2 separate regions of the Sus scrofa genome follow, and region 1 is linked to region 2. Evidence: chromatin contacts called from public HiChIP or PLAC-seq data. All regions are on one chromosome and are shown on one strand. The core of a region is the stretch at or near the end of the contact, and the rest is flanking DNA. Distances in the headings are between cores, read along the strand shown. Region 1 overlaps REEP1 (receptor expression-enhancing protein 1). Region 2 overlaps RMND5A (protein RMD5 homolog A).

What was found. HiChIP or PLAC-seq counts read pairs in DNA pulled down with a chosen protein or histone mark.
Region 1: a contact with region 2 is called in an H3K27ac HiChIP or PLAC-seq map of skeletal muscle, with 2.9 times the contacts expected there. The contact joins two enhancer-like sites. A contact is called at or near these places in 1 of 5 promoter capture datasets (fetal liver) and 1 of 2 datasets of contacts at active chromatin or transcription factors (skeletal muscle).

What each region holds. Positions count from the first base shown.
Region 1 is chr3:58,463,515-58,469,139 of Sscrofa11.1, reverse strand. The region is part of intron 1 of REEP1 (receptor expression-enhancing protein 1); the gene reads right to left. Among named protein-coding and RNA genes, the nearest start is that of REEP1, 30 kb to the right of the region's middle. Within about 2 kb of position 3,414, at least 4 of the 83 cell types and tissues checked have an H3K27ac peak or open chromatin away from gene starts, as enhancers often do. A contact at or near this core is called in skeletal muscle, where this site is marked.
Region 2 is chr3:58,085,772-58,091,447 of Sscrofa11.1, reverse strand. All of the region lies in intron 1 of RMND5A (protein RMD5 homolog A), which reads left to right. Among named protein-coding and RNA genes, the nearest start is that of RMND5A, 8.2 kb to the left of the region's middle. Within about 2 kb of position 3,792, at least 5 of the 83 cell types and tissues checked have an H3K27ac peak or open chromatin away from gene starts, as enhancers often do. A contact at or near this core is called in skeletal muscle, where this site is marked.

The DNA of each region.
Region 1 (5,625 bases), core at 2,165-4,664, 380 kb before region 2:
ATGGATGCTGGTTTCATGAATTAAGGGAGAGAGAGGGGCAGCGAGAGGAGCTACCCCGAGTTCTCCCCATGCTCGGTTCCTGGCTTCGGTTCTTCCTGTGTCTAGGTGAACTCTCTCCTCTCACATTCCAGGAGCTGCCCCAGCGTCCTTTCCATAAAAGTCCTCTCTTGCTAAAGCGGATCTGAGGTACATTTCGCTTTACTTGCAAGCAAAGAGTCGCAATGAGACGCCCCCAAGACTGCCTGGCCCTGGCCCCCTTCCTCCCGCCCGTGCCCTCTTCACACTCCTGGGCTCCTGCGTGCACAGATCATGCACCCAGTGGCCATATCAGCCCCTCGGCTCCCTCCCCAATCCTCCCTCTCCCCCAACCTCCAACAGCCTGTTGGTATTTCCTCCTGCGTCATATATCCTACTTGATTTTCCTATGTCTGTGACTCTTTTTTTTTTCTTTTTTCTTTTCGGTTCTTTTGTGTGTGTGTTTGCCACACCCACAGCACATGGAAGTTCCCAGGCTAGGAGTTGAATCTGAGCTACAGCTGCCAGCCTCTGCCACAGCCACAGCCATACAGGATCTGAACAACATCTACCACCTACCACACAGCTCATGGCAACACTGGATCCTTAACCCACTGATTGAGGTCAGGCACTGAACCCAGGTCCTCATGGATACTAGTTGGGTTCGTTATTGCTGAGCCACAACGGGAACTCCCAGTGACTCTTAAACATGAGGCTGCATTGGAATCCCCCTGTGGAAAGCATAGATTGCTGGGCCGCACCCAGAATGTCAAGGGTAGAGCCCAGAGTCTCTGTCTTTCTAGCAAGTTCCCAGGTGTTGCTGCTGCTGCTGGCCCCAGAAGCACACTTTAAAACCACTGCCCTACTTCCATCCTCAGTACTAACTGCCCTCGTTCAGATAACCTCCTTCTCTCCCTCAGAACCTGCATCTCAGGCTCCAAGCTTTGGACTTTTTCTCTGCAGTGCCTCTTGTACTCAGCCCTTTTTAGTCACCTCACAACATCAGCCCTTCTCATGTCACGCCTGGAGGACTGTGAGTACCTCCTGACTAGTTCCCTTTCCCATCACTCTGACCAAAAGTAGTCCGTCTTACACCTCACGGCCAGATTCATTCTCAGGCCACTCTCCTGCCCATAACCTCTGGTTTTCAGGAATAAAGTTGCTATGAACATTTGAGTCAAGTCTTTGGTGGATATATGTTTTCATATCTCTAGGGTAAATACTTGGGAGTGGAATTGCTGTGACAGATGATAAATATATGTTTAACTTAATAAGAAACTGCCAAACTCCTTTCTAAAGTGACTGTACTGGAGTTCCTGTTGTGGTGCAGCGGAAACGAATCCGACTAGGAGCCATGAGGTTGTGCATTCGATCCTTGGTCTCACTCAGTGGGTTAAGGATCTGGTGTTGCTATGAGCTGTGGTTTAGGTCACAGACATGGCTCAGATCCTGCGTTGCTGTGGCTGTGGTGTAGGCCAGCAGCTGTAGCTCCAGTTAGACCCCTAGCCTGGGAGCCTGCAAATGTGGCCCTAAAAAGCAAAAAAAAAAAAAAAAAAAAAAAAAAAAAAAAAAAATTAAAAATTAAAAAAATAAAGTGGCTGTACCATTTTGCATTCCCTCCCCACTCATAACCTCTCTACGGCTCCATAATGAGTAGTAATCAGTTTCCAAAATCCTGAGCTTGGCTTTCCAGGATCCTGCATTCAGGCCCTGCCTGCTGATCCAGCCAAACCCAACACACCACATGAGTTCTAACACAGTCCTCACCACGTTCCTGTTCCCTCTAAATCAAGACCTACCTCTTCTGTGAGACGTTTCCCACCCACCCTCATCTAAAAAAACACAAAGGCCTCTCTTCCCAAGACAGAGTATACAAAAACAGTTGAGTAAAGAAAATATAAAAAAAAGAAAAAGAAATCAACTATAATAAAAATTTTTTTTGTAAATCAACTATACTTTAATTTAAAAAAAAAAGAAAATCTAGTCCCTCATTTTCCCACCTTTGCTTGAATAAATATGATCATAATAAAATATTCCCAGTTGGCTTAAATTGTTACCTAGTCTTTATCCATCCACCAAAAAAAAAAAAAGGCTGAAGGATTTTTATGTAAAACTATCTACAATATCACAATGGCAACATCTTTCCAGTGAGACAAACAGTTACTGTAACTTTATCAAATGAAAGGACAAAATGCATGACCCTCCCTCTTGCTAAGGGTCATGTGATCTACAAACTGGTGGCTGGGAATTCTCCTAACAGACCTCAAAGAGCACTAATAGAAGCAGCTATTTGTTCGTATTGGTATTACTTATTCAGAGCCAAGGGTGGAGAACAGTGCAGTGAATCTCTGATAGGGCCTCTCACACTGCTGCTTAGCAGGGGGAATCGGCACTTCCTGTGTGAAAGGGATTCTATGACAGGTACAAAAGCCTCTCCAAGCGTCACACCTGTTTATCCACAATTCCACTTCATGGAATCCAGCATAAGGAAATTATCTGAAAAGCAACGAAGAACTGTACCATAACCTACAGTCACACACACATACACACACACACACAATCGCAAACAAATGAAAGGTCTAACAAAGGGAGGCACGGCTCTCACATTTCATATATTTCTTGCCATTCATGCCCCAAAGGAATTATTCTGCACTTAAGCTAATTGGGCTCAATTTACCTGAATGGACACAGCTGTTAAGAATATTTATAAAAAGTCTGAAACAGCACCAAACTCTTTCAGCACCATGTTTAAGGCAAAGGTAGACTAGGAAACTGTTAACATGCATAACTACAAGTCTATGTATTTTTACAAACCCAATGCATAAGTAGAAAACCATTAGAAAGATTCTCTACAGAGTTATCGGCCGTTGGGGTGGGACGGTGGAAACAGGAACAACTTTTCCTTTCTATTTTTATATAGGTTCCAATTAATGATGACCTCATTTTAAAAATATATCTTAAATATAGAAACCAAACAGGCACGGGTGTCAGGTGTTCCCTATCATATAGCTCGAAGGAAATCACCTGTTCTTGACAGAAACCTGTATCCGATTACAAGAACAAAAGGCAGACAAATGCAGTGAAGGCAGGAAGGACTGGCCATTACTTTGTTGTTAACCAGGGCACGCTGCTAAGAATCTTAGATGCAAGATTCAGAGGCAAAAAAAATGCACGTGGTGACAGCCCTGCTTACTCCATTTGACAGGATTACAGAAAAAAAGGGGGAAACACGTGATGTTGGAAAGACACTTTCAAGTATGACAGGACACACATTGGGTTGAAACGGGTGGCGGGAGAGGAATAACGGCATTTCTCCTTGTGGTTTCCAGAACCTCCTGAGTTTAACAAATTCGTCCTGCTAGCCTGGAAGGGCAGGAGAGCAGACAGCTGGTCTGAGGACCTGAACTGCAGCCTGAATTCTGTCACTCGCTAACGGAGCCCGGATTAGTCAGCCTCTTGGCTCCTGTGTTCCTTATCTGCCAAATGGGAGGGTCTTGGTAGAGATTCTTTTTTTTTTTTTTTGTCTTTTTTTTTGTCTTTTTGCCTTTTCTAGGGCCGCTCCCGGGGCATATGGAGGTTCCCAGGCTAGGGGCCGAATCGGAGCTGTAGCTGCTGGCCTACGCCAGAACCACAGCAACTCAGGTTCTGAGCTGCGTCTGCGACCTACACTAAAGCTCATGGCAACGCCAGATCCTTAACCCACCGAGCGATGCCAGAGATTGAACCCGAAACCTCATGGTTCCTAGTCAGATTCGTTAATCACTGCGCCATGACAGGAATTCCTTGGTAGAGATTCTTTTGGTTGCAAAGTAACAGAAATTGACAAAGCCGGTGTAAGCAACACAGAGAGTTAATGGGGAGGATGCTGGGGTGGAGCAAGAACCTCAGGGCAGATGGGCTTTGTAAGTGTCCAGAACCAGGGACTGAAGGGTCCTGGAAAACCACACAGCATTTCTGGCACCTCTGTGTTCTCTGAACATCTTGGACATTCTTCCTTCTCTGCTGGCCCACCTTCAACATGCTCTGCTGGCAGAACACAGGCTGCAACCTCGTCTCCTAACACATTACAACTCCTGCTTCTTGAATAACTAATGTCTTCGCTCAGGCTACCATAACAAAATCCTACAGACTGAGTGGCTTAAACCTCAGATCTATTCTCCCATACTTCTGGAGGCTGGCAGTCTAAGATCGGGATACTGGTATGGCTGGTGAGGACTTAACAGATGACCAACTTCCTCTCTGTGTCCTTACATGGCAGAGACAGACAGAGAACTCTCTGGAGTCTCTTCTTACACAGGCACTAATCCCAGGATGAAGGTGCCACCCTCAAGACCTCACCTAAACCTAATTACCCCCCAAAGGCCTCCCATCCACACACCTTCACATTAGGGGAGAGGGCTTCAACATATGACCCCGGGACACACACACACACACACACACACACACACACACACACACACACACACACACACACACACTTCAGCCCACAGCAACTGGCTACCTCTGAATCTCACGTCTATGTTGCCCAGAGAGGGAAAACATAATTGGTTTGGTCTGAGTCACCTCGGATCTAATTGGCCACAGCCAAGTAGAGAGGGCAGGTCATCTAGCACAAACTTGGCTGCTGGGACCCCACCCTGACTGCCAGGCCTGTCTGTACCTTGCCACCTGAATGAAAAGCCATTGGGTAGTAAGTCAACAAGTATTCATTTCCTCTGGGTCAGGACTGCCCACAAAACTGAACACTCACATAAAGGACATTTCTGTCTTATGCAGCACCACCTTCTCATGCCCATCACAGAATCAGAACCACAGAAGATGTTCAATGCCTGATTGTTGCCTTCTGGACAAATGAGGCTGCACTTGCTGAGAAAAATATGGAGTTTGTGCTCCCAAGGTATAGATAGACATCATCACCTTCTCGGAGCCATAGTATGCTTTCTACCCTGAAAGTCAATAAGAGTTCCCTTTGAGTCAACTTTCTTTCTTTTTTCTTTTTTTGCATTGTTTCGTTTTGTTTTGTTTTGGCTGCATCTGCAGCATGCAGAAGTTCCCAGACCAGGGATCAAACCCATGCGACAGCAATGACCAGAGCCACAGCAGTGACAACGCCAAGTCCTTAACCTGCGAGGCCACCAGGGAACTCCCATCTTTCTTTTTAATTTTCACAAAGAAAATTATCACCTATCATTGCCTCCAAACTCCTCTCTATATATGTTGAGTAATAACAATGTATAGAGTGTATAGAGGAGAAAAGCAGACAGTCTGTCTACCTTCAAGGGACAGAGAAAAGCACTAAAGAAACAAGCCATCAACACTGGCAAAGTAAAAAAAGAAAAAATGAGGGAGTTCCCGTCGTGGCGCAGTGGTTAACGAATCCGACTAGGAACATGAGGTTGCGGGTTCGGTCCCTGCCCTTGCTCAGTGGGTTAACCATCCGGCGTTGCCGTGAGCTGTGGTGTAGGTTGCAGACGCGGCTTGGATCCTGCGTTGCTGTGGCTCTGGCGTAGGCCAGTGGCTACAGCTCCGATTGGACCCCTAGCCTGGGAACCTCCATATGCCGCGGCAGCGGCCCAAAGAAATAGCAAAAAAAAAAAAAAAAAAAAAGAA
Region 2 (5,676 bases), core at 2,543-5,042:
TTTTTTTTTTTTAATTTGAAGGTGACAAATGAGAAGGAGGCAAGTAAACATAAGAGAAAAAACAAATTAGATGGTTATGTTTTTAAACTGATTTCTGTGATATAGTATTGCATCAGTAGACAAAACCCAGCAGTTTAGGGGTGGTGAGTTAGGTATACTTTCCATCCTAGAATTTGAATTGTATATACTACATACATATTGAAAAGTATGTTTCTTTATAAACTCTGCTTTTGAGAGCCTACCAGTGTTGAATATATTGTGTTGGATGAATGTAAAAAGATCAGGGTTCAATGGAATAGTGGTTTGTTTAATTATTCAGCCTTAGTTTTTGGTGTTATGTGGAATATGCTACATAGCATGGTCTCCCATTTGTTAAGCAAACTTTTGCTAAATACAAACAAGACACTCAAGAGGATAAAGACTTTAAAGTTTTGAATTGAATAAAATTTGATACCTACCTGTAATATCTAGTCTGAAAAGTAGCATCTGAGTAGGTCGGAAAAGTTTGTGTGGGTCAAGATAGCCATTGTTCAGATACTCAAAGAAGAGAATCTCCCAACTACCAAGCTACTTGGGCTATTTTGTAGATGGTGAGAATAATAAGAGGTTAGTGTTGGCATTTCCAGTTGGGTTTAGAAGTAGATTTAACTTTGTCAGCCATTCCTTTCCAGGCTCATCTAGGAGATGATTCTTTGTTATTTGGTACCTTATTCATCAAACTAGTATATTACTCAGGATCTTTGGTTGCAGGTGGCACAATAGTTTCAATTACAATAGAATTTGTTGACTCATAACTAAATAGGCTGAAGTTAGGCCAACTGACTCCAGGGACACAGAGGTGTCATGAGGATTGGTTTTGTTCTCTTCGTCTCTCAGCCATGCTTAGCTTCATTCTCAGCAGAGCTTTTGCCACATGGAAGTCCAGATGGCCAGTGGACTCATGTCACCCTTATACTGCCTGTGATCCCAGAGACAGAATCATGCCAGCAGAATTATCGGAGACTGTCTTTTTTGTCTTGGTTTGGGTTATAAGCTTCTCCCTGAATTAGTAACTGGGGCTGTGGCATGGAGTGCATTAGCCACCTTAGGCTGGGCTACTGAAAGTCAGATGTATGGCCATGTGATCCACTGTTGCTCAGAGAGAGAGTTCTAGAAAAGACGACTTGTACCCAGAAAGACGTGATAGATGTCTGTTGTAGTTGAGCAGCTGCAGGTTACATCAATAACAGTGTTCTTGACAAGCCCAGCCTTCATTTCTCAGCTTTTGCCTTAGCTCCTAGCTGTAATGTTCATATAATTCAAATACTGAGTTGTTGGTATGATTTAATCTATAGAGACTGCAGCTTGATTCATTTTACCTTTGGGAACCTATATGAAATTGCTGTAATGCTTGATATAGTAAAATCATTTTCCTAAGGTTATTTTATCTCTTACGTAGTTTCTAACTCTGGATTAGAACATTAGTAAGGGAGAAACTTGCCAACAACACTTGTGATACTATAGTACTAGAATTAATAGAGAAATTTTTGTTTTCATGTCTTAGTCTCTTAGTAGTTAGGATTGTGAAAGTGGTGCTTTAAGCAAACTACTACTCACTTGGGATATTAAAAGTGACTTGTTTTTGTTTGGGGCCCTGCTTCCTCATCTGTAAAATCTTTGAAAATGACCCCGAAGTGCAGTTGAGGGGAGAATGGTGAGGGGGGGCCTTGGCTTTGAGCTGTGTCCTGGAAGCCCTGGTGGTACTCCATGTAACTCCCAGACATTGATGCATACCAGGAGGTGATGCTCTTAACTGGGCATTTCTTTGAAAGCTCTAACAGTTTGTAAAAAAGCGGCAGAAACTTCTGGCCTTTGTCTTAGATTATGTGCTGGTCTAAAGCCTCCAAGATCAGAGACTAGAATCTCTAGCAGAACTTGAGGCTTTCACCCTATTTGGGTGTAGTGGTTGTATGCTAAGCTCAGAGTGGTTTTTAGGGAACATGGTTTGAGGTCTCCATGAGGCCAGGTCTTTCTCCACTTGGAGGCCTGGGACACAGTGTGTTATCTTTGATGAGTTTGCTGTATCTGTGGAATCCATACAGATTTAATATCTTAGTCTTTGTATATGAAGACATTTGGGAGGAGATAAGGAGATGCTTCTTTAGAAAGAAACATTGTATACATGGCCCCAATGCTTGGGAACTCAGAGGCTAGTTGAAGAGATAAGATGATGAGTCTGCCCTTGTGGAGAAGAGCACAGAATATTGTCCTTGAGCTCAGATCTGGATTGAGTCCTTGTTCTGCCACTTCATTGGTTATATAGTCTTGCTTGCCTCTCTTCCTCTTCAGTAAACCAGTAACTTACAGAGTTACAGGAGTTAAATAGATAATATGAACTGGCTTTGAAATCAGTAAGACAGGGCTTACTTGTTATTTTTAAGGTCTGTACCTTTAAGCAGTATTAAGCAGTCTTGTAATTTTGAGACACCTTTACTCTTTAGATATTTTTATTACTGGTGTATGTTAACTGCCCAATGGTCTGCTTAACACAGTAAGGAATATTCAAAAGGTATAAGAGACAGAGTCTTCAAGGAAGTTTATTTGGATAATGAGGCCAGACTTTTACATTTGAGAAGGGAAAAAACCATGGCCAGGGCACAATACACAATTAAAAAATATGTAGCAGTGCTTCTGATTGGTATAAATACTAGCAATTCAGAGAAATGGGAGAAGGAGCCCTTAGAACTGCTTGAAGGCCAGCTGTTTGAGTGGAACTGTAGAGCACTCAGTCACTAGTTATTAATGGTCAATTACATGTGGAACTAGACTAAATTTTGTGGGAGTTACAGGGGACAAGTGATGGTCCTTATGCACGGAGAACTTTCTGTCTCATTAGGGAGATGAGCCCGATGTGTTTTTACAGTTCATGGCCATATGTATAGGGTTGGCCAAACGCTGATTGAATGGTACTGATGATAGGGTAGGATTTGAGACCAGGTTAGACTTTTCTAACCTGGGAGCAGGGAAGGACCACAGCGGGGAGAAATGGGATAAAAACATGAAAATTAAATTGCAATCAGGTTTTAAAGAGTCATGGATATCAGAGAAAGTGGTAGACTGGCAAGATACTGAATGACAGAAGCAGGTGGATTTTGAACAGGGAAGGGGCAGGGTCATGATCTGAGACCAATTAGCATTTAGGTTGATTGGAGTTGGGATTGAGGTTTGGTTAGAGACAAGACAAGTTAAGGTTAAAAGTCCCTTTTAACTTTGAGCGATGAAATTAGGGACCTGTTTGGGGTTAGAGGTGGTAGAGTTGTAAAGAGACCCCTGCATGGGATCTCCTGAGGGAAGAGATTACCAGGACTTGGTGCACAGTGGGAGAGAAGGGTTGGAAAAATCAAAGGTTAATCCCAGGTTTTGAGCTTGAGTGACAGGAGATAATTATAGAACCAGGCAGAAAATTGGAAGGTTAGGAGAGAGGAAGGTAGAAATTAGCGTTTGATTTTTAAATACGAAGCCCACATTTAAATGCTGAAAGAAAACTTATTTAGTTCAGCCATTCACTTCAGAGATACCTGGATGTCTAGAGATTAGTTCTCTGTATTTCGAATTGGGAGTAAACCAATTCTAAAGTGGGACTCTTCTAGCAGACATGTAAAACTTTGTGCCTGCGTTGTCCTCCCCTTCGCTGGCCGGTTCTCACTTCACATCCTGCTTTTGCCTCTTTCCCCTCTGCCATCACTAGGTCTAGCTCTCTGCTCCAGGAGCACCTGGCCCTGTCACTTAGCTCTTAAAGCTGATCTGTGTTTTTGTTTCTTCTTGTGCTTGGTTTTGCAGTACGCTGGGCTGTGATTTGGTGCAGTGGGTCAGAACACCTCTCCGTGAATCTATAAATCTATTCAGAAAGGTCAGGGCTTGACCAGCAAATACTATTCTTTGTACCTTTGCCAGCTACTAATATACCACAAAGTTTGTTTTGTTTTCAGTGTGTCTGACTCTAGAAAAAAATGAGTGTTTTCTATTTGTGCCTTTTTCTTCTTTCTCTGAGTAACTCTCTGTTGAGCAACTGCTATATCCTAGGCTGAGGTAGCTCATAAGAAGCTGAAAACTTCAATAGGCCACAGTCTAGTTTGCTACTCACAGAATGAACTAGTCCTTTTGTTACTGTATTGAATACCAACCTAAACATTTCAAGTTCCAGGCTTTTCTGTTTTAGTATCTTGCAAGTACATCCATGTTCATCTTGTCAACCACTTTTGAATCAATATTGGGCTCTTAGCCTTCATCTCCTTTTATTTGCATCCCGAATTTCTTAATCTGTGTAGGACGCTTAATCCGTACACAAAACTCTGCTGACGCAGGCCACTCAGAGCTCCAAAAATGTTAGTTGGATCTGAATGTCATAATTTCTTCCTCCCTTTTTGATGTTAGTTTTTTTTTTCCCCCTCCTGTTTTGTCTTTGGTTTCATTGTGCTTATTTTAAGGCAGTTAGGGTTTTTTGTTTTGTTTTGCTTTTGCTTTTTAGGGCTACTCTTGTGTCATATGGAAGTTCCCAGGCTAGGGGTTGAATCGGACCTGCAGCTGCCAGCCTGCACCACAGCCACAGCAATGCAGGATCTGAGCCATGTCTGTGACCTACACCACAGCTCACAGCAATGCTGGATCCTTAACTCACTGAAGAGAGAGGCCGGGGATAGAACCCACATCCTCGTGGTTACTAGTCGGTTTTGATACCACTAAGCCACAACAGGAACTCCAAGTTTCTTTTTTTTTAAATAAGAGTGGGATAATGTAGATTTTTTTTTTTCTTCCAGTAGTCTCCTTTTGACTTTTTCTATTTCAGTTACTTTTTTAGAGGAACTAATCTAGAATGAATTCTGGAGTATAGCTTTGTGAGGTCTGAGTTTTCATTTAGGTACAGTTAGGATTATGTTTACGCAGTGGACTTCTTTCTCTGTATAGCAAAACTCATGTGACATGTTGCTTTCCACTTAATTCCAAATTTAAGATAACTGTCCATTTCATGAAACTGTAGTTAACTTTTTGTTGTTGTGTTTATGGCATGCAGAAATTCGGGCCAGGGATGGAACCTGAGCCAACAGCATGACCCAAGCTGCTGCAGTGACAACGCCAGATCCTTAAGTCGCTGCACCACAGGAGAACTCCCTGGGGTTATTTTTAATAACTCAAGAGCTCAAATGCAGTATATATAACATTTATAAACTTGGATATCTGAAATTTTTCTAGCCTCCATGATACTCATAAACATGTTAAGTCAAATCTTAGTGATTTCTGGTGAGGCCTGTTTATTTCCTCCAAGTGATTTCAGGTGAGTACTATTTATTTTTACCAAAATGTTCTACTTCTAGGTGGTAAGGTGCTCACCTTTTGGGAAATGTGAATAATCACCATCAGAGCAATACCTTCCTGTGTCGTGCCTTGCCGATTTTTATAGGGTGCTGTCAGTTATCAGGAGTCTCATCTCTCCCATGTTTGACTCTTAGGTGGCAGGTACTTTGTGGTGTCATTGACCCTTCCAAAGGGCCTTTTATAGACTAAATTAAAACTTTATCTGCCAAGGAGCAGACGTATCAAGCAGCAGCATTGTAGTGCTTCCTACCAGTCAGCTGTTTAGTTTTAGCAACACTAAACTTTTCTTTCCTTAGCAGTGTGGGTACAATTTTTTGAGATTTT